Linked DNA regions of Mus musculus: region 2 is linked to region 1. A link is a contact called in public capture Hi-C data. All regions are on one chromosome and are shown on one strand. The core of a region is the stretch at or near the end of the contact, and the rest is flanking DNA. Distances in the headings are between cores, read along the strand shown. Region 1 holds the start of Zfp287 (zinc finger protein 287). Region 2 holds the start of Tekt3 (tektin 3).

What was found. Capture Hi-C pulls out chosen DNA fragments and counts their contacts.
Region 2: a contact with region 1 is called in a capture Hi-C map of embryonic stem cells, with 2.8 times the contacts expected there. The contact joins the promoter of Tekt3 here to the promoter of Zfp287 in region 1. A contact is called at or near these places in 1 of 39 promoter capture datasets (embryonic stem cells), 1 of 484 Hi-C or Micro-C datasets (pre-pro-B cells), 2 of 115 datasets of contacts at active chromatin or transcription factors (embryonic stem cells and stem cell-derived neural progenitor cells) and 1 of 9 other capture datasets (embryonic stem cells).

What each region holds. Positions count from the first base shown.
Region 1 is chr11:62,729,673-62,735,105 of GRCm38.p6, reverse strand. Zfp287 (zinc finger protein 287) reads left to right here and starts at 3,210. Exons shown (of 6, transcript NM_133208.3): 1 at 3,210-3,439.
Region 2 is chr11:63,059,214-63,064,646 of GRCm38.p6, reverse strand. Tekt3 (tektin 3) reads right to left here and starts at 2,988. Exons shown (of 8, transcript NM_027660.1): 1 at 2,870-2,988.

The sequences.
Region 1 (5,433 bases), core at 1,961-4,460:
TTTAGGGTATCAAAGGATGTGAATATAAAAGTTGAACAAATTTTTATGTATTATTTGATTCTCAAAATACTCAATATTATTGGTGTTTGATGTATACAATGCATTTAAATAATAAAAAATTAAGAAAAATAATAAAAACATTTCAAGAAAAACAAAAACAAAATAAATATCAGGTGTGGTGGTTGCGAGCCACCATGTGGTTGCTGGGATTTGAACTCAGGACCTTTGGAAGTGCTCTTACTCGCTGAATCATCTCACCAGCCCCCAGCTTCTCACACATTTCATCCTGTCATGATGCTCTTCCCTCCCTCCACCCAGAAAAGGTCCCTGCTGATGACTGCTTCCCTGCTCTGAGTTTGCTCTCCCTCCCCCTTCCTGCCTTCAGGAGAGGTTGGGAAGTGACCACTTGGATGTCTGCGCCCTGCCAGGGGAGGGGGGGTGTCAGCAGGACACCCATGCTGCTGTTGTGCCAAGATTAGCCAGTCCCTCCCTACCCTATCCTGTGTGCTTCCACCTCATCCTCACCCAAAGAATCTATGTGTCAGCTCAGGATGTGGGGCTAATCTTTGTGAGTCCAACACGTGCCTGTATCTCCGCAGTATCCACGAAGCCCAGGCCGATGAGGCCACCCCTGGACTTGATCAGTATCCAACCTTGTCTTCTCCTGTCCCCAATGTTGTCCCCAATGTTGTACGCACAATTAGACTTCTTCTAGCTCCAGTCTGCTGCCTCCTGTTTCATCTCAATAACAGTAACCCGAGCTAAGACAGTCGGAGTATAAACTGGTGCAACAACTACAAAAATAACCATAGAGTTGTCTCAGAAAAACCTCTCATAAAGTTCATATGGAAATGCAAGAACCGTGGATTGCCAAATCGGTTATAAGTAGAAAGACACAAAATTATCACATGACCTAGCTTCAAGATACGCAACAGAGTCATAGTGACAAAAACAAACACACATCAATGAAACATAACAGAGGGTACAGGCATAGACACGCTGTTCAATAAATGGTGCTGGTAAAACTAGATACTCACCTTCAGGATAAAATTATATCCAGATCTCTCATCACAAACCAAATTATCAGTTCAAATGGCATCAAAGGCCCTAGCTTAAAATCACAACTGTTGAAACCGCTAAAGGAATATAGAAGAAAAACTTTGGGATACAGGTTTATGCAAGAAATTTCTGAATGGCACAGAAACTAGACTCAGAAATTGACAAACTGATCCTCAACCTTCCTAATGTTGTGAAACTTTATTATAGTTACTCATGTTGTGGTGACCCCACCCCCAACCATAACATTATTTTCATTGCTACTTCATAACTGTAATTTTGCTGCTGTTATGAATCATAATGTAAATATCTGTGTTTTCCAATGGTCTTAGGCAACCTTTTGTGAAAGGGTCATTCAACCTCCAAAGGGTCACAACTCAGGTTGAGAACCACTAGTCTGGACTATATACAGAACTGTGCAGAAATTAAACACCAGGCAGTAAATGGGCCAATGAACTCGATTCTCAATAGAAGACATAAAAATGACCAATAACACTTTTTAATGTGTTTGACTTCCTTAGCCATCAGAAAAACACTACTTTGAGATTCTATCTCACTCCAGTCAGAATAGCTATTGGAAGAAAACAAACGTCAACAAATGCTTTTAAGGTTGCAGAGAAAGAGGCTACCTTATCCATGGTTGGTGAGCATGTAATGTGCTTCAGGCACTATGGAAATCAATGCAGAGGCTTATCAAATAAAAATAAAAATAAAAAATAAGGCAGGTGGATTACTGAGTTCGAGGCCAGCCTGGTTTACAGAGTGAGTTCCAAGACAGCCAGGGCTACACAGAGAAACCCTGTCTCAAAAATAAAAAAATAAATCTTCCATATGACCTGACTATACCACTCCTAGGCACACACCTAAAGGCATCTGCACTTTACTGTGCATGTGCTTGTACATCTGTGTTTGTTGTTACTCCTTTCACAAGCACAAGGAACATGAGTCAGCTTAATGTCCATCAACATTAATTACTGCCCTGATCTTGACTTCTTTTCTCCTACTACTGACTGGTTGGTATTTCACACTTATTTTCAAAGCTGTACATAATAATGTTATTTATTTTTCTTAGAATTTACTTAATTGTGTGTGTGTGTGTGTTGTGTATGCGTATCACAGGAGACTGTGGAAGTCAAAAGTGGCATCAGAGCCGCTGGAACTGGAGTTACAGACTTTGAGTCATCACGTGGGTGCTGGGAACTGAAACCAGAGTCTTTGTATGAATCATAAGCACTCATAACCACTAATCCATTTCTTCATCCTTTTCCTCCTCTCATTATGTAGCCCATGCTAGCCTTGAATGGTTGTGTAGACTAGGCTGGCCTCAAACTTCACAGAGATCCACCTCTCTCCTACTTTTGTGTTTGGTTTTGGTGGCCCAGTGAATCTAACCTGGTTTTTTTGTTTTGTTTTTTTGTTTGTTTGTTTGTTTTGTGAACATAAGCAGGGAAAGAAATCAGTATTTTGAGGAGGGAGGGAGCCCACACAGAAATGCTAAAAAAATTAAAAAACTCAGTGAGTGGAACAGAAAAACAATAGAAACATCACCAATGGACTCAGCCAGGCAGAAGAAAGACTATCAAGGATGGGAGACGAGGTTGACTACTGTACCTAAATTCAAGAAGGACTTTTTAAAATGAGTATTATGATGTCCAAGAAGTTCAGGATGCCATCAAAAAACAAACCAAAGAATCCACAGAACAGAAGGAGCTAAGAGAAATGCTGAAGACAGAGAATTTGTCTGTTAGTTGAATCTGGAGGTCTCAGTGTCGGATTCTAGAGGTGACAATCAGAGCCATTAGGAATTATGCACTACAGTCCATCTAGAAAGAGCACTGTGGGGTTTCCTCCCTACAAGCCACATACTTGATGCCTGTCTATTTCTGCGTTGTAAGAATCCGGCTTTACTCTCCAAATGGTTTCCCAGGTACTGCTATTGCAGCCCTGACATCCAAGTCATCTGCCAGGCCTGTCTCTGCCCAGGTAAACTTTAAAGTTCCGGTCGAAACCTTGTAGCTAACAGGCAAGTCACGGTGATGGGTGGAGGAGGTTGCCATAGAGACAGGTCCAGGGCCTGGGGCTCGGGATGGGAAGGCTCGGGTTCGGCTTCCCATTGGCTCTACGGACGAGCAGCGTTCTCCACTAGCACATGCGCAGTGGCGCCGAGGCGAGGTCGCTGCGAAGCCCGGGAGCTAGGGGTTCCGGCCGGGGCCTCTGGGGACCCGGCTGGAATGAGCGTGTACTGACGGCTCCCGGCTCCTCCCAGGGAGAGAAGCGGTGAAGCTGAGCCCCTGATGCAGCTCTGAGTCGAGCCTGCCACGGAGGCTCCCGCCACGCCGCCGCCATTGTTGCCCGGGCTGCGCCGACGGGGCCCGAGTGACAGGTACTGATGTCCGAGCGCGAATGTCCACGGGGAGGCCGGCCCGGGGCAGGCTGGGAAGGGGAGGCGGCTGGAGGCAAGGCGGGCGCATCTCCTCAGGGCATGCATGACTATGGATGAGCTAGGCTGGGAGTTGGAGCCCCAAACAAGTACGTGTGGGTTCTTCTCCGTGTCAGGATACTTGTGAGGTTGGCTTTGAGAGAGGTGGATAGTGCTTTCGGTTTACACTTGAGGAAGCTCCTGAGACGGCCTCCAATCACAGCCTAACAGGCTTGTCTTCTCTGCTCCGGGAATAGAGCAAACTATGCAAGGCAGATAAATAGATCGCCTTGGCCCCGCCCCTATGAGATTGTTTGGAAACCTCCAGTTTGTCCCAGTAATCACAAATTTGCTCTGTTGCTGAGAACATCCGGAATATTAGTGACTTGGATATTGAAACATTTCTTTCTGCAAGGTGATAAGTTTTCAACAAGTTAGAAATTAACCATTCTGCTCATGGTTCCTTAAATTATTGCTTCTAACACCACCATCAATAAACACACATCGTGTGTGTGTGTGTCTAGGATGAATGTATTCTAAATTCAAGGATAGAGGAAAAGAAGACCAGGGTAAATTCTGTGTGTTTATCCTGCACTCTGAGGAGTCTGCTTCTGTGTGTATGAGGGGTAGCAGAGAACACCAAAAATGCTTGAGCTGATGGGCCATTCTTGTGCTGGATAGTTTTATGTCACCTTGACACAGCTATGGTCATCTTATAGAGGAAATGCCTCTATAAGACTGAGAGCTACTTCCTGCCTCCAGGTTCCTGCCCTGTTTGAGTTCCTGCCCTGACTTCCTTTGATGATGAACAGTGATGTGGAAGCACGAGCTAAATAAACCCTTTCCTCCCCAGATTGATTTTTAGTCAAGGTGTTTCATCACAGCAGTAGTAACCCTAACTGGGACAAAAATTGGAACCAGAAGTAGGGTATTGCTGTCACAGTCCTGGCCATGTTGTTATGGGAAGATCGTAGAAGGACATTAGAACTTTAGGCTAGAAAAGTCGTTGAGTGTTGGAAGCTCAGTGAGCTATTCTGTAGGAGCTAGGAAGAGAAGGATGTTAAGAGCAGGAGAGAAACGCAAACTTGGCCTTTTGTGTGAAGAATCTTTGGTGTCTGGTCATCTGGAACTGAATAGTCAGCTGTGACTAAAAAGAAACCAGTGTCACTGAGGTGAATAAGAAATTGCCCAAGAAGCTATATTTCAGAGGGAGACAAGATTATACCTCATTCTGGCTGCCAAGCTTAGTGAGTAAGAGTCACTCAGATGGTACTGGTTTTGATGGCATAAAAGAGTCACAGCGAGCATCTGAGGCTTAGCACTGTGTGGCAGGGCTGGGATCCCTGAAGAAGTCCCAGAAGAGGTTGTCTTACTAAGATTTCTATTGCTGAGATGAAACACCACAACCAAAAAGTAGTTGTGGAGGAAAGAGTTTATTTGGCTTACACACTTCCATGTTGCTGTTCATGATAAAAGGAAGTCAGGACATGAATTCAAACAGAGCAGCAACCCGGAGTCAGGAGCTGATGCAGAGGCCTTGAGAGGTGCTGCTTACTGGCTTGCTTCTCATGGCTTTTTCAGCCTACTTTTTTTCTCTAGAACCCAAGATGACCAGCCCAGGGATGGATCACTTACAATGAACTGGGCCCTCCACCATCAATCACCAATTAAGAAATTGCCCTATACGATCTTATAAAGGCATTTTCTCAATAGAGGTTCCCTCCTTTGAGATAAATCTAGTTTGTGTGTCAAGTTAATATAAGACTAGCCAGCACAGAAGGTATTGGTGAAAATACAGTCCAGTTTCATCAAGAGACCCCAGCATTTTGGAAATCCAGTACCGTGGAGTGATCACTAAGGACATCAGCAGCAGTGGTATGAATCCAGCTGGAGCCTAAAGGACAAGCTGTGTGTTCTGCAGAGATTGGAGCCAGAGAAGTGACCCAGGCCTTCTGGAG
Region 2 (5,433 bases), core at 1,739-4,238, 330 kb before region 1:
GGCAAGTCCACCATTGCAGTTGGATATCCAATCCTCTTCTGTCAGCAATTCATAGAAAATATATACTGATTAATACTCATTTAAATAACCTACACTAACTGGACCTAAGGTATCCTAAACTACTGAATCGATACAAGTTACATATGTTTCCTGAATATGTCAAAATTAAGTTATAGGTTGATAAGGGACAGTTAGAAATCCCTCAAGTTATAGGGAATTAAACAATACAATTCTTAAAAGCTCATGAATCAATGTGGAAATAGCATGGGAGACTGGAAACTATCTTTAACTGGATGAAAACAAAACACAACTTATGTGAATTAATGAAACACAGCAAAAGTTGCTACGAGGACAAAGGGTACATCTTCATTCATATTAGAAAGTGGTGAGCTCAAATCCATGATCTGTATTGGTTTGTTTGTTTAAGGGGTTGTTTTGTTTTGTTACTTTTTGTGTTTTGTTTGTTTGTTTGTTTTTAGGACAGGTTTCTCTGTGTAGTCCTGGCTGTTCTGGAACTCACTCTGTAGACCAGACTGAGATTAAAGGTGTGTCCCTCTGCTGGTGTGTGTTTTAATCTAAGTAAAAAGCAAAATAAACCCAAAGCAGAGGGGAGAGAAAGCAAAGAGAAACATCCACGAAACAGAAAAAGGATCCACGAAAAAAGCAAACCAATAAAACTGTCAATAAAATGAGCAAATTGGCCAGACTTACCAAAAGAAAGAGAAGGCAAATTAGGAAGGAAAGAGGAGTATTGTCACCCACGGTAACAGTGAGAAGGCTAATAAGGCAACAGTACTCCCAATGTTATGCTAACAGTGGACAGCTCAGGCCCAACAGACAGTTCAGAGAATAAAGGTACCTACAACCAACCCGGAGGAGTGAATTCAGGTCCAGGAACCCACACAGTGGAGAGAGAACTGACTCCTGCAAGCTACCCTCTGATGCATACCTCACTTGACAAAGACTCTGGATCACTTGGCCGATTGTGTCTTTTGCAGTGTTAGATCTCCAAATTCTAACTCAGGCACACTCCAAGCAAGTGTGAGCAACACTTGCTAAACTTGCTAACACTGTATTTGTCTTCTGTTTGCATGGAAATTCAATAAGGTCTTTGGGAAGACAGATAGAAGTAGGCATGGGGATCATGCCCTAGACCAGACCATGGCTTTTTGCTTTTTAAATGACATTCGGATACAGATGTGACGTGCATGCTTTTAATTCCAGTACTTAGAAGGCTGAGGCAGGTGGATTCCTATGAGTTTTGAGACCAGCCTGGTATACATAGCAAGTTTCAGGCCAGCCAGGGTTCCAATAAGTAAACATAAATAAATACATTATATTTTGTTACTAACAATAGAAAGGAGATGTGCTACAAAGTCAAACAGTGTTGGGCTTTATTCATTTAATGTGTGATCAACAGGTATTAACATACCGAAAGTGCTATAGTACTCGACTATAAATATTGATTTGCTAAAGATACAATGGACCCCACCAAGAATACAAATACTGGAAAGATCCATTTACAATTCAGAAGATGAGCTTGACTTGAATGGATGTATTTTCTCGGCATATTTTAGTCAAGACTTTAGGATCATAAATATTTAAAAGAGCAAAAACCTTTACAGAACATCCCCAGAAGACACAAGTCCAGAAACTGCATTACCTCGCTCCACGCCCTGCCTCAGATCAGTGGCAGGCACAGGCTTGACGGCTTCATAGACAGACCCACAGGACTAGAACCAGGTCCACTGGTTCCAGTAGCTAACCCAGGGTCAGATGGGACCAGAGATACATGTTAATAAATACCACACTTAGCTAGAGCTTCTCTTCATATCATATAAACATTTTGTCTTTTAAACAAACACCAAAATTAGAAGCCATGACTTGAATTTCAACATGAAACACTTCAGCTTTAAGGTTAAATAAGAACATGGAGAGACTTAATTATCTTTAAACAAACAAACAAATGCAAATGAATTCTTCCCCAGGGCAAGGGAAAGAAAACCCCTAGCTACTTTTACTGTCATACCTGTCTGCCCAGAGACACCCATATACAGAAACAATTAGAATGCCCAAGAATTACTCTCCAGTAGTTTTAAGGGAGCAAACTAAAAGAGCAGCTGTATAGGTGATGTAAGGTATATTCATAACACATTTGATGCAGATTGTCTGTTACATATCATTGCATACACTTAAAGCAGTACCTGTGTTGGCATCTGGATTAGATATATCATGATAAAAGTGTAGAATATGCAGAATATAAGGATATACTAAATTCTGGTAGGTGAGCACCCTGGGAAAAGAGGGCCACAAAGCAGGTCACGGTTGTCCTTGTAACCGTTTAAGGGGTGGACAGGGTGACTTGGCATACAGATGTTATTCACTGAATTATTGTGCGAAATATTTTGTTTATAAAAGGAATAGAATATTTTATTAGATTCATCAAATATTTTTACCTATCCATAACACAGCTTCCTTTCTTAATAACCAAGCAAAGAGTGTTTCTCCTTTCTCAAGTATTTGCTTATTACAACACTGTAAGTACCAGGGCAGTATTGAGAGACTTGGTTTTAACCGCCAAAAAAAAAAAAAAAGTCTCCAGAGACAGGGAGTACCAGAGGACACTAGCCTTGGTTTGAATTTCAGAAACAAGTCCTCCCCTAAGCTACCTGGAAGCCTAGGCTGAGAAAGCAGCCTTAGAGGAGGGATTGGGTTTCAGACACAAGCTATACTCTGAAAAAGCAGGTGAGAAACAGGATGGATGCCCCTTCCGTGGACCACAGGATGGGACAGCAGACCCGGGCTGCCTGGGGACCGAGGGTGAGACATCCCGCAGCCCTGGGGGCCAGGACTTTCCTAGATCACTCACCTGTGCTCGCTGTGGACCCTCAGCGGCCCTAGAGGCTGGCTCGCCCAGCCCCACTTGACATCAAACCTTGGACCACTCAACCGCAGCCAGGGTCCCTAGTAGGAAGCGGATTGGGTACCAGCAGGGAAGCCCTGCCCTAGGCGGTTGCTATGGACGCTCACGAGCGTAGTAACCGTGCAAGGATAGCGGGTGTTGGGAGACTAGAGCGTCCAGGAGGCACTGGAACTCCCTATCCATTCCAAGGCGCACCAGCTACCTTTGGGATCTTCCCTCTTTTAAGTTTTCAGTAAACACAAATAATATTTCTGTCGACACCGCCACATGTTTTACTTACAAGTCCATCACTGTCACATCCTTCCAAGACCTAATAAAATTTCTTTTACCAGGTGAGGGGGTTGGGGCAGTCATTGGCCTAGCCACACCCAGTGGTAGAGCATCCCTAAAATGCAGACCTAGAGGATTTAATACTCCTTGAGGTGGCATCCTAGCTGTGCCAGCCCTAACAATTCACACTGGTAACTGTTAAGAGGAAAGACACCCCCCCCCCCCCCAGTTAATCACTCTTGGTGTTCCTTGTGTGCCATTCCCAGGATGAGGCAGCTCCCAGGGGATCTTAACATGTGACAATAGGCATGCAGAGGGGAGTGGGTCGTCAGTTTTACCCATTTAGAAACTTGGTTATTGCAGAGGCTGGTGCCAACTGAAGTCATAAGAAGGTGAACAGGGACGGCTAGAGTGGTACCAGCAGGGTGCACATTAAGTGACTTTGGCTTTCTGACAATGAGCACAGAATGCTTGTCTCAAGAAGCCGGGGGTGGGTAACTACAGAGACCACCTGACGGTCCCATGCTTAGTCTGGATGCATGACTGGGTAAGCTACACAGAGGCTGTCATATCCCACGCAGGACTGCGTTGCTAGCCTTCTCTTTTTCCTGTTCTCCCTCCTGACAGCAACTCCTGATCCTGATTCGAGATGCCTTTCCAAGCAACCATCTCCCTCTCAAGTGTAGTAAACTTCTTTTTCTTGATTCTCGGGACTCAGGATGGGCTTCAGTGATGCCCCCAAGCTGCTGCCAACATGATATGTTACCTCTTGGGGCCTGAGAGTTGGAAATTTCTGAACCAAATTTAACGGAGATCTAGTGAAGATGGAGTCATCTTTCATGCTCTGTATTGTACCATCTTCAATATGATGTGGACTGAGCATTGGTCATCCAGTGTTTGATTTAGAAACAGGGGAAATCACAGCACAACCTGGTCTTTGAAGCAATGCATGAACATACAAGTGTTATAAACTTCCTGGTTAAATTGGGTTAAATTGATCAACTCTATTTACGGGGGGTAGGGGGGAAGCAATCAATTTAAAAACAAAACAAAACAAACAAAAACATATGTTAGATACCCTTGTATGATTGCCAAGTGTTTGCCAGAATTAAAAGGTAATTATCATCCTTGCACCTTATCGTGCTTGCCACAAAGTAGTTAAGCAACCAACATTTGTGGTTTGCATGCACACATGTGCTGCTTAGCAGAGGAGGATACTTACCAGAGGTTTGGACATAGAGAGGCAATGGAGCTGACTGAGACAACTTTGCCTAAAGAGAAGGCTGCTTGAGGCCAACTCTATAACTTCCTTCCTCTGTCCTACTGTCACCAGACTTCCTTTCTAGTCACTCTGGGGTTTTCTATCACTCAATCATCAGCCACCATCAGCCTTTATCCAGAAGCCACCAGCCCTGTGCCAACTGTACTTCCTCATCAGAAACCAGGTGCAGCTTTGTCTACCAAGAGCCAGGACTCTGTCCACCGGGTCCATCTCAGGGGCTCACTCATGCTCCTTCTTGTTTTCCCAAACAGAGGTTGCTATCTGTGGGCATATGTTGCTCTCTCACTTGGCTACTCTTCAAAAATCTCTACTTAGCTCTGTGCACCTTGCTACATCCTCTCCTAAAACTCCTGTTACACATTGGACGCTCTGTGAGAACAGAATTTAGCTGCCAACTACAGACAAACCAACAAAGTTGGCTCCAAACTTTAGCATGTCCATTTCCCTTGTCCATGATCTTTCCTTAGGAAAAGATTTTCTCACTAACATTTACTTGGAAGCACAGTGCATCCCATGGTCTAGATGCCTGAAGTAGCCCCTCCACCATCTCACCACCCCCTCTTCTCTGTGCCTAGGGACCTCCCACTGTTAGCTTATTCCTATTAAATATGCTTATTCATCTGCTTCTTCAAGTATTGACCTTCCCTTCCCTTCCCTTCCCTTCCCTTCCCTTCCCTTCCCTTCCCTTCCCTTCCCTTCCCTTCCCTTCCCTTCCCTTCCCTTCCCTTCCCTTCCCTCTCCTCCTCTCTCCTCTCCTTCACTTCTCCCCGTCTCCTCCCATCTCCTCTCTTCTTCTCCCCTCTGCTTCCCTTCCCTCTCCTTCCCCATCTAAATAAATGGCATCTGGTTCAGATCCCCTCCCGCATGGATTTCTACCTAATATCATGAGACCCCATCTAACTGAGGTGTGTTGCTAGCTCCTGTATCTAAGTCTCTGACATAGGGTCTCATCTAGCAC